Regions from separate parts of the Gossypium hirsutum genome. Here region 1 is linked to region 2. The links are chromatin contacts, called in public Hi-C maps. All regions are on one chromosome and are shown on one strand. Each heading gives the region's core, a stretch centred on a gene start, on an enhancer-like site or on the middle of the called end of the contact. The rest is flanking DNA. Distances are from core to core; before and after follow the strand shown. Region 1 holds the start of LOC107889548 (transcription factor UNE12). Region 2 holds the start of LOC107926748 (protein LIGHT-DEPENDENT SHORT HYPOCOTYLS 1).

Region 1 (5,486 bases), core at 2,389-4,888, 260 kb after region 2:
CTTCCTTTTACTTTTTGGGGCTTAAAAAAATGCGAATGCAAAAGCCACAATGACGATTTTGATGTTCTAAAAGCAACCTTAGAAGATATTTGAAACTTAAATACCTTTAATGAAATGATTCCTTTCTAAGCATAAAGACAAAAAATAAAATAAAATGAATCTTAGTTGATAGGGAGATTTTAGAAGTTAACACCTTAACTTGAAGTCTAAGAAACTTCACATAATCCACAATTTCATCAAGCATAGCGGCCCTATCCGTCTGCAAAATATTTAGTAATGCATCAGCAAGTAGGTCTGTTTCACTTTTCATATACCACGCAGAAGAACTGAATGGAGGAACCTTATTGCAGCTAGGAACCAACTCTTGCAAAGCCTTCATTCTTTCAGCTATTCTTTCTCTACGCAACTGCATTCACCAGAAAAACCATGGAGGTACGGGGAAAGGGGCAAAAGACTAGAAGATAAGGACTAAATAAACAAAACGGGAAGATTACCAGAATCTCTTTTTTTGTCCAAGTTCATTACTAAGAGGAAGAGGAACTATAAGTAGCAGCTCATAAAAGAACTTTTGTTATATCATTCCAGATTCTGAAATTAGAAATTGAGTTTACCCGCTCAGCAATACTGTGGGGATCCGTTGCCTGTCCTCGCCTAGCCCGTACCCTTGGACGGACGGCAGGTGGGTGCGGTGCCGCAGCAACTGGACCTGATGTTGGCTGGCTGTGAAATGGCTGCACCAGCATGTCACAGATTATGCAATCAAAATTTTCTCATTCATCGGAATCGCAGCATGCATAACATATAAATCTTGATAAATAGATTAGTGAACTCAATCAATTTTCACAAAGGTCTCACTTTCTTATTTCATTAAACCCAACAAGTCCAAGACAAGTCTACAACCATCGGAAACACAAGATTCCGGTAATCATAAACACAAAGAGCACATACGAACTAATAGTTCTCAATATCAGAAACATGACATGGAAAATCGATGCCTGATTAAATTACTACCATACACTTTGGGTTAAATTTTCAACATCAAGCTTTCTAAAGCTGAAAAAGAGCCGAAATAAGGCAAACCAAATCGAGGGTACTTTCTATATTTTCTCATAAACTTAGTGAAATGAAATAAATAAAAAAAATTCTAACAAGTACTTGCATGAGTTGGTAATGCCACACTAAAATAATCACAACATTCTCTTAAAAATTTCTCAAGCCAACGATAAACCCTTCACTTATGAAATTAACAAAATAAGAATTAATTTTGTTCCCCAAACTCATGCAAAAAATCTGGAAATTGAAAATAACACGGATATTTAAAAAAATGGCTTTAAAAAACTGAAAACCCCAAGCTAACTTTTGAAGCGTTTGCTACACACGCGCTAGCTAGTCACGTGGGAAATCTATCTCCGACAAAGATCATCACTGCATTGTTGAAAAAGACCACTCGAGTCTCTCTCACTTTTCACCTTTGTAAATTGTATAGGATGAGATGATGATATAATAGCAGAGTTCTCCACACGTGCACAAAACATTGTATCCGTGTCAGTAATTGCTTCCCTTTCACCCACGCTCTCCATTAAAGAGCGTGAAAGGCACGAATAATAAAAGGGAAATAATAATTAAACCCCTAGGTTTTCTCCAAATATCAAATATACCCCTGATTTTAATCATGATGAACCGTACAAAAAGGGCAAATTTTACAGTACAACCTTAAAAGAAAGAACAAAAAGGTAGTTCAATTCCAAATTTTAAATTTCTTTTGGTATATACTAAACATAAAAAAATATATGTTTTATGATAAGTTAATACATTATTTATAACAATATTATATCAGACATCATAATTGATAATTTTACTGATATTTTACCCATGAAAAAGTAGTCCAAATTAAGTTTCAAATGCTATAGGAAATAGGCTCCTTATAGGGCATCTTTATTAAGCACAAAGTCCAAAAAACTTTAGGGGAAAAATGAAAATATAAAGGGTATATCTGTCCCAAAAAAAGTTTTACCTGGTGGAGTTGCGGTGGAGGCTGAGGTGGCGGTGAAGCACGGATTTGCTGAGTTTGCATTTGTCCAAAAGGTGGAAACAAGCTTACCATATGCATAGAATCTCTCTCCTGCCACAAAGCAAAGTTACAAAAGAAAACACACACGCACATTATGACTGAATTACCCTTCTAATTTCTTGATGTTCATATATAAAGCATATAAATATAGAACATTAGAAAAAAAAATCGCTTTATTTTTCAAAGGAGGAACATCAAGTCCAAGTTAGGAGGAATTAGCAGTAGGAAAAGCCGACTTTAAGAAGGAAAAATTAGGTACAAAAGCGAAAATATTTTTCAGCATGAATTATGAAAAAGTAGTTAAAAAATAAGAAACCCTTGGAAATAATGCTTCTATTCCTAATATCCTACCATTGATAAATCTTCAAAAGAAATAATTGGTTCTACCATATGATTTCATGTCATTTTACCGTCAAAGAGAAACTTGTATCAACTCTTAAGTGCAAAGGGTATAAAAATTGTATAATAGCCCATATTTTAAAGAAAAGGGAAAGAGAAAGAAGACAAGTAAAAAGATAGGTTTAATAGATGGAAAGTGAGATTGATTGAATTTTCATACACTGATTCCAGAAACAGCAGAAGCAGCTGAACAAGAAGCATTGTTGTTGTTGTTGTCAACTACAACTCCATCTTCATGTCTTAAGAATCCATGTTCCAAATTCAACCCTAAAGGCATCATGCCTATTCCTCTAAACCCACCACCACTATCGCCACCACTGGCGCCAGTTGCACCACCACTTGAACCTAATTGCAACCCCATAGGCAAGGTGGCACCACCACCTCCGCCACCACCATAGCCTGGTGGTACTGCCAGGATCTGTTCAAAGAAATCATCACCTAACCCAGCTTCCTGTTGTTGATTACCTGCCATATTTAAAAACGCAAACACGCAAAGCAACTTCTTCTTCCCGGCCCTCTCTATTACTTGTATGTGTATGTGTGTAAAATAAGACTTTTTGTCTTTAGGTTTCACTATATATATAAAAGACGTGTTTCTCAATGTTTTAGACAGTGGGAAGAGATTTTAAAAACAGGGTTCTTTCTCTTTTCTTCTATTTTTGGAGTTTGATTATATTTTTTCTTGGTGGTGGGTTTTATAGAAAGTTAAGAGGGGGTTTAACGGGGTAACCAAGAAAAGGTGGAAGGGGTGTTGGTGAAGTGGGTGGCAGATCCGGAACCCGATAATCCGGAAAGGAAATTGTGGATTCCAAGAAGAATTTTCAAGGTATGGCCTTTTCACTTGGTGTTGGTTTGGTGTTTTTTTTTTTTTTGGTTTAAATGGATTGGAAACTGTGAGAGAGAGAGAGAGAGAGAGAGAGAGAAGGGTTTGAGTTTGAGAAGAGAAGGGAAGATGAACTGAAGAAAGTGTTTGATAGTGTGGGTTTGGGTTTTGAGTCTCCAACTTTGTGTTTAGTGAATATGGTAGAGGAGCTTTGGTTTGTGTTCTGAGGTATGGTTTTAAAGGAAAAATAATAATACCAAAGAAAAAGAGTTGGCTTTTAGGCAAAACTCGAATAGAAGAGAGTGGGAAAAGAAAAAGTAATCAAATGGAGTAATGATTGTGGTTTGATGAACTCCATTTTGTGTTGTATTATATATTAAATTTTTAATTCAGTTTGGAAATTAATAAAATTATGTTATTTTTATAAATTTAAAAAAATTTATATTTTTAATAAAACAATACTTGAATAAAATTTAAATTTAAAATATTAAATATTTAAACTTTTAACTTAATCACTTCAATTAACACTTTACTTGCTTTTAACATAAAACTTTTTATAAATAAATTTTTCAGGTGAACCACTAATTTACGGTACATACAATCCATGGGTTCTTTTTATTTATTTAAATATATAATGCAAGTTTTGTTTAATATATAAATCATAATCTTATTTTTTATAATTAAGATTTTTTTAAAATGAACTAAATATGATTTATTACTTTTTAATAAAAATAATTTATATATGTAATATTATATGTTACAATTATTTTTAAATGATTGTTGAAGAAAATAACAATAATTTTGTTTTTTTGGCCTCTTAAAAAGGACTATTGCTTGTATTTTCTTTGATTCATGAATAATTATTCCATATATAATGTTGAAATCAAAATAAATATGAAACCATGCTCAAGATGAGGTTTGCAAGCTTAATTCTATTCACTAAAAATAAAAATATATATGATTATGTAAAATTTAAAAAAATGAGTGCTTTCTTATAAAAATAACTATAAACAAAAATTAAATAAAAAAGAAAGAAATAAAATGCAATAAAAAAAACTCTAACATAATTAAGGTCTTGCTTGATAAAAGGTTAAAAATATTAGTAAAATAAAAATTAATATTTGCAACAACTTAATGTTTTTTTAAACATTTTTTATGACCCACAATAAAATTCAATTATTATTTTATTTTATTTTATTATTTAATAACTTAAATTCAACATTTAATTTTTTAATGCTTATTTTTTTATTTTATCAAACATAACCTGAATAATTACAACTAACAAATGAGGAAATATATATATATAAAACACTCCATGCGCAATCATTTATATAACACAACATATTTTATTTATATGCTTACCAATACTAATGAAAAATTCGTTAAAGAATAATATAAATGATTGCAAATTATTTTATTAAAAATTAAATATCAATTCAAAAATTTTAAAAAAAAATGAAACACATGCATAAATAATAGATGTGTTTTATAGAATTCATGCTATTTCTAAATAAATAAAAAATACATGATATACTAATGAGAACAATTAAGAATATTAATTAATATATATTTTTTATATAATTGTCCTATCCGATCCTTAAATAGGAGGATAAATTTCTTCTTGCATTGACAATAATATAGATATCATTGAGCTAAAATTTAATCCGAAAAAATATTAATTAATCTCTTGAATTATTTTAAATAATTGAAATTTAAATGTCAATTCAAATTTGAATTCAAATTCAAAGATAATTATCAATTGTTTTCTTTTGGCAAAAACACATTTTGAGTCTCTCTCAATTCAATGTTGAGCAAATCAATTCCTCTTTAAAAAATCGAAATCCTAGTTAATATTGAGTATGCCTCATATTTCAGTCAAATTTGAGAGATAATTTTTCAGTTAAACTTTGTTTATTTGTTTCAGTCAAATTCTAATTAGTTTAGATTATTTTATTATTATTTGACCTACAAATTTAGCTTATAAATAAGTTCTTTTACAACCTTATAAAATACACTCATTAAAGATTAAAACTCATAACACTTTTGGAGAATTTTATATTTACGTTTTGAGGGTTCGTTCTTTTCGAGTTTCAAGGATTAGTTTTGATCTCCATCTTTTTTACTCTTCGTTCTTTTGCCATTATAGTATAATTATCTTTGCCCGTGGTATTTTATCCACATTGGAAGGGTTTT
Region 2 (5,919 bases), core at 2,906-5,405:
TTTAGAACCACTGTATAATAATATATAGCTTTCCAACCCTTGAAGCTAAAGACTTGGAAATTTTACTTAGGTTTATAATTTTTTAATTATTAGTCCTCAACATTAAGCGCATCAAATATAAATCCATATATCATTCAAGCTTAGCCAAAAAGAAAATTATCTTTCATGATACACATTTGTTGAACAAAAAAAAAAACATGATACACACATATGGTTCAATATGTAGGGCACATTATTACATCCCATTTTGAGCTTAAGATTTCTCTAATCACTGAAATTTACAAAGAAACTTGCAAAATAGCCTCTTCATAATTCTATCTATAAAGCTGTAATGGTTGAATATTGGGCCATTTTTAACATCATATACCATAAATAGTTATTACATACTGAGAGGAACTAATAACATAACTTTTCAATGCTTTAATCAAGAAGTTGTGTTTAGAGTACATTCAAACACACCCAAATACATTATTCAATTTCATTCATATACATTGACTACCTAAGCATCAAACTTTCTATGTGATAAGTACATATATATGATTTTATAGCTCAAGAGCATCTTATTCATGCTTTCTCCACCCTTTCATTCATATGAATATGATTCTATGCAGAAACACGTACGTGTGTGTATATATATACATATATCATGTATGTTACTATTTTGGGCAGTTAAAAATCAGCAGAACAATCAATGGAAATTATAAGTTGAAGCACCACCCATTTGTTCACCCCAAGACAAAATTGTAAAGGCTTTCTTGAGTTATGTGCTTAGACTGGACTGTTACTGGCACAACAATGTGACTACTCAAGTTAGTGCATGCATGCAGTTTTTATGTTCTGTGATATGGTCCACCATTTCTTCACTGCCAATGCATGAGTTTTCATTGGCAGATACACCAAGGTTTCTATGTTAATTTATTTCCAATAACAACACGAACTGCTTCATAACAACTCACATATATATTTACAGACACATTCCATATAGCATCCATGATTCAGCATTTGTTAGTATTTTCATATAGTCCACAAGAGTCAGTCTAAACTAGCTTGTGTCAGCAGTTCCAGAAACACACGCGAAAGGAATAATTAAATTATGATTTTTTAATGAATTAATCTAACTTATTAGATTTTATGGAACCTTTAATATTCATTCTTCCAAAGCTTTGAAAATAGTAACCCAATGTAATCTTTTTAACCAAAAAAAGAAGAGATAATCAAACATCAGCCTAGCATTAAACAAGTATTATCCTTAATAATGTTCAAAAGTTCGTCTGCCCAAGTGGATTAACAAATAGCCCTTTGATTAGGCCTCAAACCTTCAAATATTCCATCTGCTTTATTGGCTCAAAATTTTGTATAAACCTAACACTTTCATGACATGTGTGTGTTTTGTGTTTTGTTTTAGCTGTCATCAACATTAGCAAAAGATGAATCTAGGTTTTGTCTTTTTGCCTTACAATATAGATCTGATTGTTATTATATTTTAATTGGTGTCTAATGACATTACTAATTAAGACTGATGTTGATTATATAACAAAAGTGTAAGTATTAGATTATTTTTCTTCATAGAATTTAGTGAAAGTAATATATAAAGAATTAACATATTTTTCAAATGACAATCAACTAACCTTTAATATCTATAAATACTCGTTAATTAACTGGATCCTGTATCTGATAGACTTAACCTACACTATGGACAAACTCGTGAGTTTCCACATCCCATTATGCTTTGTCTTCCATTACAAATATTTATTATTATTATTATTATTATTAATATTTGATACATCCACTTTGTTTAATTTTATATACGAATGATATAGCATCATAATTCACTTATAAATATAAAATTATGCGCTATTAATAACTTGGCTAAATTCTCTAGACATTATGTGAATCATAGGGAAGAGAATTGGATATATAGGAACAGGTTTCATATTAATATATGAAAAAGAAACATAGAAAATTACAAGATATATATGGACTAGCAGTGGCATTGGCTTATACCATCAAATTGTATATATAACATTTAGATAAACTATATAAGCCATTGAAATATGATGAACTAGAAAAAGAGAAAATACCTTAAAAAGAAAAACAAAAACCATTAAACCATATCATCCCAGACAGTTGCTAATTGCAAAAGGACCCCTTATCCTTGTTCCAATTATATAGTACTTGCTGCAAAAAAAGAAAAAAGAAAAAGAAAAGAAAAGAATAGGAAATGTCTCCTTTAGCATCAAGCCAAAAAAAGAAAATTGAGATTAAAAATGTCCCAAGAAAAGCAAGCAGCAGCTAGCTAGAAAGATAATATCCAAAGTACATAACAGTTTGATGACTGGTTTGAGTATATACCTTTTGTAGAAACAAAATTTGGACCTAAATTTATGAAACTGCATGGACTAATTAGATTAAATTTGAATTTATTTATTATTTTTTTACTACATGTTAATAGGATCTTTCTTTTGTTGCCATCATTTTCTTTTTTGTACTATTCATTTCCAGTTACCTCTGCTTCCTAGTAACTGATCATCATGTCATTACCATTTCAAACTGTCCCCTAAAGACCAATTCGAAGGGTACCCACTTTCCAAAGCAGACTAACCTAGTTTTCAAATGACCAAAGCAAAACATACAGAGATTGTACAAGCTCAATATGGGAAAAAAAGCATAAAATTAAACAAGTTAGAAAAGGGAAAACTCACTTGCAGCAGTGGCATCAGCAAGTGTGGGTGGTGTAGGAGCTGATGATTGTTGTTGTGGTGATGATGGGACAGGTACCTTCAGCTTAGGCCTCTTCCTTTTCTTCTCATAGCTAACACCTCTAGCTTTGGCCTGGAAATCCCTGACTTCCCTCAAGTAAATCCTCACAGCTCTAGCTCCAAAAGGGTTCCCTTCAGACCTACCCCCATGCTCCTCATAGGCAGCCCTGAGTCGGCCAATGAGTGCATCCAGGCTACCCCAAGCTTGTCTAAGAGGACAAGGACAAGGAGCAGGAGGGTTAGGGAGACCATAGAAAGGGCAAGTCTGGTTGTGAACTTTGGTCTTCCCAAATTGATCCAGGTACCTAAGGAACTCAAGGACATGGACACCACTACACATTGAAAGTGAGAGTGGAGGCCTATGGTTTCGCAGGTATTGGCAAAAAGTGTTCCAATCCCTACGCTTCTGGTTCTCATACCGGCTTGGAGTGGTCGATGGAGGTGGAGTCATGGTTGTACTGCTAGAATTAGGCGTTGCAGTTGCACTACTATTACTACTGCTACTAATGATGTTGTTATTGTTGGTAGCCATAGTTGCTATGGTGCTTGAGCTTACTATCCGACTTGGATAGTCATTTGGGTTGTTTTGTGGGGAAACCAAGTCCATTATCAGTTTCTTTCTTGGGTATGAAAAGATCTTGGAAGCTACTGCTTTTCGTGCCGATGATGTTATCTTAGCTTCTTGTTTTGATGCTCTTTGTAGGGTTTCACTTCACTCTTCTATGTTTTTCTTGAAAGATCGGGGGATAATAAGAAAAGTGATGAACAACGTTCACTTGCAAGCATATAGGTGACAAGAATAACTCAAGAAATGATGATGAAATGCAAGATACATGGCTTCCATGAGAATTGATAAGAAAAAAAAACCCAGAAAAAAGGGTGTCCTAAGATTTTTTTTTCTAGGAGAGAAAATCTGGTAAAATTGAATTGGAAACAAAGAGATGATAGCTTTGGGGTTTGAAATTAATCACACAAACAAAAATACACATAAACCAGCAAGCACAGAGGAGTCAGCAAGAAATTCTTGAAAGACTGCAGTTAACTGGTGTATGAACTATGAAAAAGTATGCTTAAAGATAGGGAAAAAAAGAGAAAAAGAAATCAGAGATGATCACTCAGATTCTCTTTTGATTTCACAGAAAAAGGGCAAGCAAACTGAAGTTAAAACACTATTGATAAAGTAAGAGAGAGAGGGGTTTTGAAATAAAGAGAGTAAGAGAATGAGGGAAAATGAATGACACAACTCTCCTTGTCCAATGGCTTAAGAGATGAGAAAGAAAGAGAGAACTGTGAAGAGTTCTCAGACATTGATAGGCCTCTCTGGCTGGTTAATAAGTAGTCGAGAGTTAAAAAAAAGAAAAAAAGGAAACTATGTAGCAAAAAATAGGACAAAGTTTGGCAGTGATATGCAGAGTTGATGGTGACCCAAGGCCTGTACCCAAATATTTCAGGCTTTCATTTTCACTTCATAAAACTTCAAACTCTCCTTCTTAAGCGCGTGTAAATCCCAACAAATGTAATGATGGTAAAGAACTAAAGATTTTCAAAATTTCAGCCTCTAATCAATTCAAACTACACTCAAGATCAATCGTTAATTTATTAATATGTTTATATTTTAATCAATTAATTTAAAAAATTATAAAAAAATTATTATTTAATTTTTTTTAAACTATTAAATTGTTAAACTTTTTTTTTAATTTTACCTAGCGAGTTTTACATAGTGATTTGACATGTCTAAAAAAGTAATATAATTACATATTTTAAAATCTTTATTAATTTTTTATAAATTTATTTTATACCTATGCATCAATAATTTTATGGTTTTAATTTTACAAATTAAAGGTTTGTCTGTTCACAGTTCATTCACATATCACTACAAGCATGATACTATGAGGATGACTACCGACAAATATAGTTGCATTGAGGTAAGTGATTTTACCAAATTTTGATTTAGAAGAAATTTTTATCATGAGAAAATGTATGTCAAATTTATTGTTTTACTTATTTTGCGTGAATTAGATTCAATGATTAAGTTATATTACTATTAAAAGTATGATTGTCTCATGGATTATTTGATAGAAATAAAATGCTAGTTTATCACATGCATAATTGTTATTGGTATAAAATTATAATATACATTATATATCATGTAAGAAAGATGGATGAATGCATGGAATGCACGGTTGGGAAAAAATCTATTAATGAATCGAAACAATACTTTTGCTTTGAATGGTGATGACATTGTTCAAATATTAGTTGAAGAGACTTATATTTTATAGAAACATTATGACCATTTGAGAGAGCCTTCTTAAACTAAGAAGTTGTGTTATTGAATCTAATAGTTACTTTCAAAATGTTGGGTTGAAATGATTTCTTGAAACCAAAAAGTGCATTTTGAAAAGTAATGTCATTTTAAAAAGTCACTTAAGTATCGATTGATGTATTATATATAAACAATAAGCTTAGAGAATAGAAATTTAATTCATTCGATCCATTTTGTGAGTGAAACTTTTTGGTAAAAAAGTACTCTTTCTTTTTTCATGTTATATATTTAACTTTAGATATGAAGTTATTTGTTGATTCAAATCATGATATTAGTAAATAACATTTGAAGGTTATTAATGAGACCTTATTTTAAGTGTATTCATTGCTAAAAATGAAAGTTTACAGATGATCATATAATATGAAAAATCTTGGTTGGTTTAGAAAAATAATAATCATAAGCTAAATGAAATTTATTTATGGTTGAACATTTTTTAGTCTATGTTATAAAGGTTGGACTATAAGTGACTTTGACTAGAAATGAAATAAGTCATATGCAATATGTATGGGTAATTTTTCTAGTCAAAGTAGAATAGTGGAAATCATTAGTTGATATCACAAAATTACTATCCTGGTATGAAATCTTCTAGTGAGAATGTGAACATGATGATCATATATTTGAAATCAAGATCCTACTGTGCATATTTATGATAGTGTACTTGATTTTTATATATGGGTTGGAGATGTAGTAAAATTTTAAATTAACTTTGAAAGCCATGAATAAAAAAAATCTCATATGGAAATATCAATACGAATGTTATTAACCAATTTAGGTGATGCCATGATTTTGATCATAGTCAGGAAATGACTAATAATATCCATGATAAAGGGTGTATAA

What was found. A called contact is a pair of places that touch in the nucleus more often than the background predicts.
Region 1: a contact with region 2 is called in a Hi-C map of leaf, with 1.7 times the contacts expected there. The contact joins the promoter of LOC107889548 here to the promoter of LOC107926748 in region 2. A contact is called at or near these places in 3 of 34 Hi-C or Micro-C datasets (leaf and petal).

The regions. Positions count from the first base shown.
Region 1 is chrA11:107,103,594-107,109,079 of Gossypium_hirsutum_v2.1, forward strand. It overlaps LOC107889548 (transcription factor UNE12), which reads right to left and starts at 3,639. Exons shown (of 7, transcript XM_016814019.2): 1 at 2,631-3,639; 2 at 2,015-2,122; 3 at 612-731; 4 at 341-406; 5 at 194-259. The coding sequence starts at 2,942.
Region 2 is chrA11:106,842,029-106,847,947 of Gossypium_hirsutum_v2.1, forward strand. LOC107926748 (protein LIGHT-DEPENDENT SHORT HYPOCOTYLS 1) reads right to left here and starts at 4,156. Exons shown (of 2, transcript XM_016857668.2): 1 at 2,703-4,156; 2 at 1,917-2,178. The coding sequence starts at 3,366. The coding sequence ends at 2,165.